Linked DNA regions of Mus musculus: region 1 is linked to region 2. A link is a contact called in public HiChIP or PLAC-seq data. All regions are on one chromosome and are shown on one strand. Each heading gives the region's core, a stretch centred on a gene start, on an enhancer-like site or on the middle of the called end of the contact. The rest is flanking DNA. Distances are from core to core; before and after follow the strand shown.

Region 1 (5,143 bases), core at 2,629-5,128, 960 kb after region 2:
TTCTCTAAACCAAATGGGCATTTCCAGATACTTGGCTTCTCTGGGTCTCGGCTCATGAGCCTCACTCAGGGCATCCAGTGCTCTGCATGTTGGTGATCTCTCTCTCTCTCTCTCTCTCTCTCTCTCTCTCTCTCTCTCTCTCTCTCTCTCTCTCTCTCTCTCTCCCCTTCTCCCCCCTCTCTCCCCCCTCTCCCTCCCCATCCCTCTCCCACTCCCCTCCCCGCCTCTGAGTCTCACTAATCTCAGGCTGGCCCCAGACTCACTGTATAGCTGAGGATGACCCTGAACGCTCTGAATGTTCCTGCTTTTACCTTCCGATGTATCTGCAGGTGTCTGCCATCACGTTTCATTTTATACAATGCCGGGGATCAAACCCAGGTCTCTGCATGGGTCAGGGGAGTTTCATGTGCTGGGCAAGTGCTTTTCCTCTGGGCCACACCCCAGCTCCCTCCATCTCCTTTGTCCGTAGCTCAATGCACGGCTGCATGCGTTCTGTTCCGTTCACCTGCTGTCTGTCTCCTGTTCTGCTATTATCTTAGTCTATTTTGTTTTCAGATGCAAGCTAACCACCTGGTTTATGGTAATAGACAACAGATACGTTATTGAAATAATCATTCACTGGGGCTGCAGAGATGATTCGGTTGTTAAGCTGCTCTTGCAGAGGACAGGAGTTCAATTCCCAGCACTCACAGAGTGGCTCACACTCAACCATCTATACCACCAGATCAGGGAAATCTGATGCCCTCCTCTGGCATCCATGGGTACTGCACATGTATGGTGCATATACTTCCAAGCAGGAAAAACACCCACATACATTTTTAAAAATTAGATTAATCTATATAATTGGAACATTATCCCTTAAAAACAATCATCCACCAACCACCTCCACCCCTTTAGCGACACTTGTTGTTCTGCCCAGTCCTAAGTCCTGTCTCAGTCTATCTTCTGTCTGGAGCTGGACCTGCTGAGTCACAGACACATGATCCTTGCTTCTGGCCTTTGTATATGCTTCTCTGCTGGAGCACAGCCGATTCCCCGCACACCCCCTGCTCCCTACAGCCACTTGGCAAATTCCTACCTAGTCTTCAGATTTCATCTTAGTTATCATTTTCTCGGGACACCCTGTGACAAGACCAATAAATTGAACTACTGTCTTTGACCCTTCCAAGCCCTGCATATTTAATCAATCTCCTTGACGTAGAACATTCTGTAGAGCCATGTCTACTTTTTTTTGTTATCTATATTTCTTCCCTACCCCCCTTCCGAGACAGGGTTTCTCTGTGTAGCCCTGACTGTCCTGGAACTCACTCCGTAGACCAGGCTGTCCTCAAACTCACAGAGATCCGCCTGCCTCTGCCTCCAGAGTGCTGGGATTAAAGGCGTGTGCCACCACTGTGGTTGTCAATATCTTTCAACTGTGAGTTTCTTAAGGCAAATTGGTGACACTCCCGCGCCACCAAATGCATCAGTGAGGGGGCCTGAAACATTCTTGGTGAGTGACGTTTCTGGTAGGGAGGATGTGGAAGACTGGACAGCAAATCCAGGAAGCATTACAATGTTTTAGCAAAACAGTTAAAGAATGATCTCTCTCTCTCTCTCTCTCTCTCTCTCTCTCTCTCTCTCTCTCTCTCAGCGTTCTTTGCCCACAAGGTGGAGCATGAAAGCAAGGCGCATAATGGGAGAAGCTTCCAGAGGACCGGGACTCTTGCCTTTGAGCGGGTCTACACTGCCAAGTGAGTTTAAACTCCGGTGCTGCTAAAATAATGGTGGGGACATGGGCATGGCGGAATGAGACTATCCCCCATGCAATATCTGCCTCTGCCAACCTGCAGAGTGTTCAGGAGGCAGGCTGCTGGATGCCCTTCCTCATCTTGGTGCTCCCTAGTCTTAGAGGAAGGAAGTGTGATGGGGGAGGGGAGGTGTGGTCTCTATGATCCAGTAACGCCCTGGCAGCCTTTAGTGCCTGCACTGACCAGTTTCCTGTGGGTGTTGAAGCCCTTCAACTCAAGCCAGATGTTCACACAGCAGCTCAAGAAGTGTCTTCCACACACCACCCTGGGCTTGTCCAGTGGTGGTCTGGATGACGTCACTGAGTTTCATAACAGGGGGGCCCCTTGAGCAATCAAACCGAGGACAGAAAGGCGGAGGCTCTGAGCAAGTCCCCTGCCCTCTTGCCTTGACTTTTGAATAGAAGAGCTGTTGGGAGACACATGAGTGGCTCTGGAAAGAGGTTTGTGGAGTTCTACTTGGCTTGCAAACCTGAAGTGACATGAATCAAACATGATTGTCCTTTAAGTCATCTTGGGGTCAGCTAGGCATACCTGCCGTTAGTCAGAAGGACAGGCTCCCCGCTTTGATAGAGGGCTACCTTGAGAGTGGGTGTCAGTTCCAACCTCAGGAGTGAATTTGATTCTTCCTAAGGTACTTTCAAGGGGGGAAATCATGGCCACCGACAATTGGACCAAACTCAGAGAGTTTCTCTAGGAAACTCAGAAAGCCCTTGAGGCCCCTTCCAGATGTGTGAGCAGCCAGTGGGGCTCCCACTCAGCTACCCTTTGCTCCCTGTGGACTGAAGGGATTGAGGGATGAGGATGAGACAGAGCTCTCAGGCGAGCATGACTTCTCATAGAGACTCTCTCTGTGAGGTGTAGGGCATGTGTACATCCCAGGTAGGGTCTTCTCCATTGAGGTTCCCCAGCTGGGGCTCCTTTTGTCCTTAAGCTTATAAATTGATGCACGCCTCATCTGGAACACTCACAACCATCCTAGGAACCTCTTCAGATCATCCCTGGATGTTCACTTTCCATCCCACCTGCCCACTCTTCCTTAGCAGATACTCCTACCAGCTTAAGGGCATCCTTTGCTGCAGGGTCCACAGGGAGATTTCTTTGTTACCATCTAGAGCTTGGCTTCCCTAATTGTCAATGTCAATCTAAGGCATTCAAAGACTTTAAGAGGCATTATAAATCCATCCGAAGAAGAAGAAGAAGAAGAGGGAGATGACTATGTAGGTTGTCACCAATGTATTTGCATCATCCTTCTGTGGAGATAACACAAAAGGGTCCCTGGGAAATGTCATGAGCGGGAGATATGAAGATATCTCTGATCAGGGTTGGGGACAAAATTGCTCAAAGAAAACCACCACAGACTCCAGCAGCGGGGGGTGAGTAGTGTCCCTCTGTGCAGATGATTACTTTCTCACAGTGACCCTGAGATTTTATGGACTCCACCCCTCCACCCGCCTGTGTGTTGTCCCCACTCCCCACCCCCTGCCCACATGCACATTCTTAGAAGCTGAGTTTCCACCATACTGGCAATGGGCAGTGAATGAAGCAACCCTGGGTGATCTTTCCTTTCCTTTCCTTTCCTTTCCTTTCCTTTCCTTTCCTTTCCTTTCCTTTCCTTTCCTTTCCTTTCCTTTCCTTTCCTCTCCTTTCCTCTCCTCTCCTCTCCTCTCCTCTCCTCTCCTCTCCTCTCCTCTCCTCTCCTCTCCTCTCCTCTCCTCTCCTCTCCTCTCCTCTCCTCTCCTCTCCTCTCCTCTCCTCTCTCTCTCCCCCTTTCTTTCTTTCTTTCTTTCTTTCTTTCTTTCTTTCTTTCTTTCTTTCTTTCTTTCTTTCTTTCTTTCTTTCTTTCTTTCTTTCCACATAGTTTCTCTGTGTAGGCCAGGCTAACCTCAGATGTGTGGTCCTCTTGCCTGTGCCTTACTCAGCCCTGGGATTCCAGATGTGTATCACTTATGCCAGGTTGTCGCTATCTCACGTCTGTCACTTGCCCCCAGGAGAGAAAAAAACTTTGTTTCTACAAACCCAGGGTTCCTCTGGCTGCTGGCCTCCAAATTGCAGAAGTATCTAAGGCTGGTGGTTGAGCTGCATGGCCTGTGGGAGTGGTTTAGAAATTCTATGATGGTGTGGGGGTTCCAAGGGTAAGAAGATGTGCTAGGTTAGCGCTGAGTGATTGTTGTGTTTCGGGGAACTGACCATGAGGACTTTGTAACTGTCCTCAAACTCACAGAGATCTGCCTGCCTCTGCCTCCCCAGTGTTGGGATTAAAGGCGTGTGCCACCACTGCCTGGCTTGTAGCCCAGTTTTCAAAATCCACGAGTCTTCATCACTCAGCCTTGTGAGGTGAAGGAGAATAAGCAGATAGGGAAGTCGTGTGTGGAGAGGTTGGCGAAGGGAAGAGAGTTTTCGATCAGATAGGGATTGCTCAGACACTGCTGTGGTTCTGTTGAGGACCGCTTCCTCCTTCAGTCGACAAGCACTTGGCCACGCCCATGGAGGCTGCGCAAGAGGCTGGAGATCTGTGTAGCCGGATACTGGCTGTCTGCCTATGCCTGGAGAACACCAGGAAGGCGGTGATGATATTCTAACAGAAAGCCACAGCAACAGTCTTTCCTCCAGGGCCCTCTAGAAGAGTCAAGAAGAGGTGGAGGAACAACAACAACAAAAAGGATTATTTAAATAGTCAATTATTTTTATTTTATGTTCATGAATGCCTTGCCTGCATGCATGTCTGTGCACCATGTGTGTGCAGTGCCTATGCAGACCACAAGAGGGAGTCAGCTCACTGGATCTGAACTTATCAGAGGCTTGTAAGCCTCACGTAGGTGCTGGGACCTAAACCTAGGTCCTCTGCAAGAGCAGCCAGTGCTCTTAACCCCTAAGACATTTCCTTATCCCAAAAGCATGCATTTAATCCTACTATTTAAAACTTAAGATGTGAAGTTGTACCTGTTCTTACAGAATGACAGTACTGTACACAACTTACCCCACAAACATATCTGTCATAAGCTGTAAAACCCAGATTTTGGTAGGATCATGAATATTTTGAAATCTTGGCTATGAAAGTCAAGTGATATCTACTGATGAACATAAAAGCCCAAGGTGTGTTATTTTTAGCATGAGCTATGACCTTCACGGGATATAGCTAGCTTGAGAGGCCGGGCTTAACAGATGCCCTAGCCAACATCAGTGCAGTTCAGCAGGTCAGACACCCTTGACTAACAGCCTGTCTGACCACCTGTCTTGCTCTAGGCTGGACCTTGACTCTTTCAGTGCAGAGAATGTAGTTCAGTGCCTCTGGTCTTGGCACATAAGCTCAGCTAGTGAGCCTGTGTCAAAGTTTGGTTAGTTGACGGCAGGCT
Region 2 (4,772 bases), core at 2,245-4,744:
GTTGCGGGATAATAGCGGCAGAGCTCTGGGGACATCTCATATCATGCAGGGGTAGAGGAGTCGACCCCGAGGGGAAAGGGGTCCCAGTTTTTATAGGCCCTCAGGGGGGAAAGGAGAAGGAGGGAGTAGGGGATTTCCCGATCTAAACAATGTCTATTCTCAAGAAATGGGTTTGGGTGGGGTACAAGGAAAGAGTCTGGTGCAGGTGCAGCAACTCCAGATTGGCCCCAGCTGTGGTTGCTGGGGAGATTTTCTGACTCTTCCCCAGCAACCAATATCACAAACACCTGGCAATGGGCTTCATCAGTGGGCACACACATGGGTTTAAGGAACGGTCAGAACATTGGCAGACACACGGGTTCTAGGAGCGGCCAGATCGTTGTACACCTCTATTTTTCTAAATCAGTGAAGCTAGTTCTGCTAACAATGAAATCTATTTTGCCAATTTCAGGGCTTCTGTGACCTTTAACGTTCTGTCAGGATCTTTCATTCCCCACTTCTTATAGTTACTAGTTCTAATCTTAGAACTAGACTGCAATCTCTTCTTCAAGGTTCTGCAGAGACTGGTATTGTTGTCTTAGTACAAACAGCTGGACAGCACCAATCCTTTCTCTAACAAAGGTCACCAATTTATTAAGAATTAGCAAGCCACACGTCAGCAGTAAGAGCAAAATTATTAGAGGACCCATCAGAGTAGACATGAGGGTGGTCAACCAAGGGGATTTATTCTTCAGGAGCTCGCTTTACGTGAGAGGCATGAATCTAAGCAGAGATGCCTTCTACTTTGACAACAGTGGGGGTGGTCAGCAGCATGATGTAAGGGCCTTTCCAACGAGGTTCTAGATTGCCAGCTCAATGTCGTTGGACGAGAACTGCCTCTCCCACCTGGAACTGGTGTGGTACCATCAAATCTCCTGGTTTGTAGGCCTCCTTGAGCTGCCCCCAGGCAGTGTTTCTGACCACTTCTAGGGCTTTCATGCGTGTAAACAGTGAAAGACCAGGGTTAAATTCTAGAGGATCTAACACTCTCCCCACTTCAGTGAGTGGGGGAGGTCCCCCCGTACAGGATTTCATATGGAGTGAGCTTAAATTTTCCCGGTGTGTTCCTGATGCGGAAAAAGGCAAAGGGAAAAAGAGCTGTCCAGTCATTCCCGCCGGTCTCTAAGGCCAATTTAGTCAAGGTCTCTTTTAGAGTTCTATTTATCCTTTCTACCTGTCCTGAACTCTGGTATCCCGAGCTTTTGTCCCCGCCGGCAAGAACACACTCAGGACAACCGGAATCTTCTGCGGCAAAGCTTTTATTGCTTACTTATCAGGAGGGAAGACCCCCGAACCGGGAAAATGGCACTGCTTATATAGCCCGCAGTGTGACGTTTCAGCACCTAATGTAGTGTGACAGCTCCTGATTCGTTGCTCGCCCATCACCCCATTACTACGCCGCGAGATGGGCAGTGACTAGGCGTGAGTTCACTCTTGCACTTGCGTATAAGGCTTGTTTACTAGTTAGGTGCAGTGGAAGCCAGCGCCATCTTATAATGGCGATTGCTCATGGCACGCACGCGATTGCTCGTGACACGGCTCTCCACACTCTGGGATCTACAAGCACAGTGTAATTTCCAATCAATTCCCAGTTGAATGGCCAGTCCCTAACTTACCTGGGCAACAAAGGCGGGTCTGTTGTCAGACCCTATTACCTTAGGTAATTTTTTCTAGGATCTTCTTAACCACAACATTGGCAGTTTCTTTTGTCATTGGGTAGGCCTCCACCCATCTTGAAAAGGTATCTATAAAAACTGCTATTGGTATAGATGTTAATGGGCCGCCCCTCAGCCATCTGAAGGGCCTTCTACTAGGAAGCTGCTTCTGTGTACCAGTTTGGAACGCCTGGCCACAGCTGGTTGCTTAGATCACTATGGATCCCGGTTTCTTCTGCAAGGATGTCCTCCTAGCAGTGAATGGGCAAGGACTTGTCCGTTTCAGGCAGGAGGGTAGCAGGATTGAGGATAGCAGGAGGAGCAAACACGACCCATTCAGTCAGCAACAGACTCTGGTAGTGGGTCATTCCGGCATTTGTCATCCATCGGTCTGGGGACTGGCAGATAATGCTTTCAAGAGAGTGGGGGGCTACCACAGTTATTTGCTGTTCCAAAGTTAACTTGTCGGCATCCTTAACAAGAAAGGCTACTGTAGCAACGGCCTTTAAACATGTGGGCCATCCGCTGGCCACTGGGTCCAGCTTGTTAGACAAATATGCCACGGGCCTCTTCTATGGCCCTAGAGCCTGAGTAAGAACCTCTGGCCACCCCCGCCCTCTCATCAACATAGAGGATGAAGGGTTTGGTTAGATCTGGCACAGTCAACAGGGCCTCTTTAATATTTTCAAAGGCTCTCAGATGTTCTGATATCCATCTGAATTCTCTACTTTCTTTGGTCAGGGGGTACAAGGGGGCAGCCAGTGTTGCAAACCCAGGTATCCAAAGTCTGCAGAACCCAGCAGTGCCCAAGAATTCTCTCACCTGTCTTGGAGTAGCCGGTGCCAGTATTTGAGTCACAGTCCTTTTTCTTTGTAATAGGCACATTGGTCCTTCTGTAAAGTCTTCTGGGCGGGTCTTCTTCCTCCAGGTCTAGGTTCCCTGTTGCCCAGGTACCCTGTCTGTCTATTCTCAGGCCTGTTTCTTCTTTCACACTCCCCTACTACTGAGGCCAAAATCCTGCTTAAGTTCCTCTCCTGTCTTCTATCCCTTTTATTCTCTCTCTCTTCCTCCGTCTCTCTCGTGATATACCTTTTTTGCCTCCTTGACTAAATCTTGTAAAGCCGTGGCATGTAATCTTTCTAGTCTCTGTAACTTTCTCTTAATATCTGATGCTGATTGCCCTATAAAAGCCATAGCAACCACGGCTTGTTGACCCTCAGAGGTCAGGTCAAAAGGAGTCTAGCGTCTATAAGCTTCCATCAATCTTTCCAGAAAAACAGATGGGGGCTCGGTAGGACCCTGCATCACCTCTCTTACCTTAGCCAAATTGGTGGGGCATCTCGCTGCTCCCTTTAGATCAGAGCCCGGTGGTAAACTGCCAACCTCTCTCTACCTTGAGCCATATTGTAGTTCCAATCTGGCCGGTCCAGAGGGAACCCAGTGTTAATCTCATTAGGTAGGTTGGTTGGGACTCCATTCACTCCGGGAACATTTTTCTGAGCCTACAGGAAAATGCGCTCTTTTTCTTCAGTGGTAAACGGAACCTGGAGGAGCTGCTGACAATCATCTCAAGTGGGTTGATGAGAAAACATAAGAGACTCCACCAGCCCCGTCAGGCTGGCCAGATTCTCAGAAAAGGAAGCATGGTTAGCTTTCCAACTGTACAGATCTGCAGAGATTGCGGGTCCGAGGGCAGGTCGCCCACAGCTGGCAGAGGAAAAGCAGAAGTGGTGTCAGGAGCTCCATCTGCTGGGGGAATCTGGGCTCATCGTCTCCGGGTCCTGGCTGCCATCCCTCCAGCTGTGCTGTGGAGGAGCAGACCCAGGGGGCGGGGGAGGGTAGAAGATAGGGTGAAGGGGAAGGAACTTGGGGGGAGCTGTGGGTTGAAGAGGAGGCTCCGTTTTGGGAGGAACCTTTTGGTTTCACTTTTGTTTTCGAGAAGAGTCAGGGCTCGGGAGCCTGACCTACACTGGGGAATCCATGGTTTGATCTATGACGATGGATTCTGGACGAGGTCCTGCCAGACAGTAATGTAAGGCTGTTGATCTGGGTGGGACCCAGGTCTGCTCTGAAAAACAATGGCTTTAACTTTAAAGATAAGAGTCAAATCAAAAGTCCCATCCGGTGGCCATCCTACATCAAAAGTCGGCCACTTGGAGGCACAAAAAGTCTGTCAAGGTCTATTCTTAATTTCTACTGAAAGATTATGGGCCCTTGACCTAACTTCAGTCCAGTGGTCTAAAGTCAAACTTAGGGGGGTCATTACAGTCTGTGCCATTGTCCAAATCACCGAAAACACGAAACAGGTACACACACACACACACACACACACACACACACACACACTGACAAATGCCCATCTTCTAATGGACAGACAAAACCAACTCAGAAATGCAAAAGGTCAGGTAAGTACATAAGTCCTCCAATCTAGGAAGACTACCAACTCTTCACTCCCCATCCCAGACGGACTCCTGGAGTCCTTCCCCTCACTCCAGGGCATCCCCCAGAGCGGGCAGTGGGTGATTCCAGCATGTCTGCTGTTCACACTCCATGCCTCATCTTGAGGTGCAGGTCTCCGCTTCTCATGAAACGTTGCAGCTGCAAATTTCAGCACCGAACATCCCCGGCTCACAGAAATATTTTTAGACAAGAAATCTCACCTCCAAGTGGGTCTTCGGAGATGTGGGTGGTCGCGCCAATCCCGGGACGAGCCCCCAATGAAAGACCTTGGAAGGGAGACCCTCACTCAAGTCTCGGGATAATAACGGACCCCCAAGAACTCACAAGAGACCAAGCTTGATGCAAACCACACGAGGCTTTATTGGGGGGGGGGGAAGCCAGAGCTCTGGGGACGACTCGTACCCCACACAGGGGTAGAGGAGTCGACCCCGAGGGGAAAGGGGTCCCAGTTTTTATAGGCCCCCAGGGGGGAAAGGAGAAGGAGGGAGTAGGGGATTACCCAATCTAAACAATGTCTAGTCTCAAGAAATGGGTATGGGAGGGGTCAAGGAAAGAGTCTGGTGCAGGTGCAGCAACTCAGGATTGGCCCCGGCTGTAGTTGCTGGGGAGATTTTCTGA

What was found. HiChIP or PLAC-seq counts read pairs in DNA pulled down with a chosen protein or histone mark.
Region 1: an H3K4me3 HiChIP or PLAC-seq map of bone marrow-derived macrophages shows a contact between it and region 2, with 6 times the contacts expected there. The contact joins two enhancer-like sites. A contact is called at or near these places in 5 of 39 promoter capture datasets (3T3-L1-derived adipocytes, hippocampal neurons, liver and 1 more), 1 of 115 datasets of contacts at active chromatin or transcription factors (bone marrow-derived macrophages) and 1 of 9 other capture datasets (liver).

The regions. Positions count from the first base shown.
Region 1 is chr5:149,270,748-149,275,890 of GRCm38.p6, forward strand. Alox5ap (arachidonate 5-lipoxygenase activating protein) reads left to right here. Exons shown (of 5, transcript NM_009663.2): 2 at 1,634-1,733. Among named protein-coding and RNA genes, the nearest start is that of Alox5ap, 8.3 kb to the left of the region's middle. Within about 2 kb of position 3,879, at least 78 of the 459 cell types and tissues checked have an H3K27ac peak or open chromatin away from gene starts, as enhancers often do. A contact at or near this core is called in bone marrow-derived macrophages, where this site is marked.
Region 2 is chr5:148,307,502-148,312,273 of GRCm38.p6, forward strand. The region is part of intron 14 of Mtus2 (microtubule associated tumor suppressor candidate 2); the gene reads left to right. Among named protein-coding and RNA genes, the nearest start is that of Slc7a1, 90 kb to the right of the region's middle. Within about 2 kb of position 3,495, at least 77 of the 459 cell types and tissues checked have an H3K27ac peak or open chromatin away from gene starts, as enhancers often do. A contact at or near this core is called in bone marrow-derived macrophages, where this site is marked.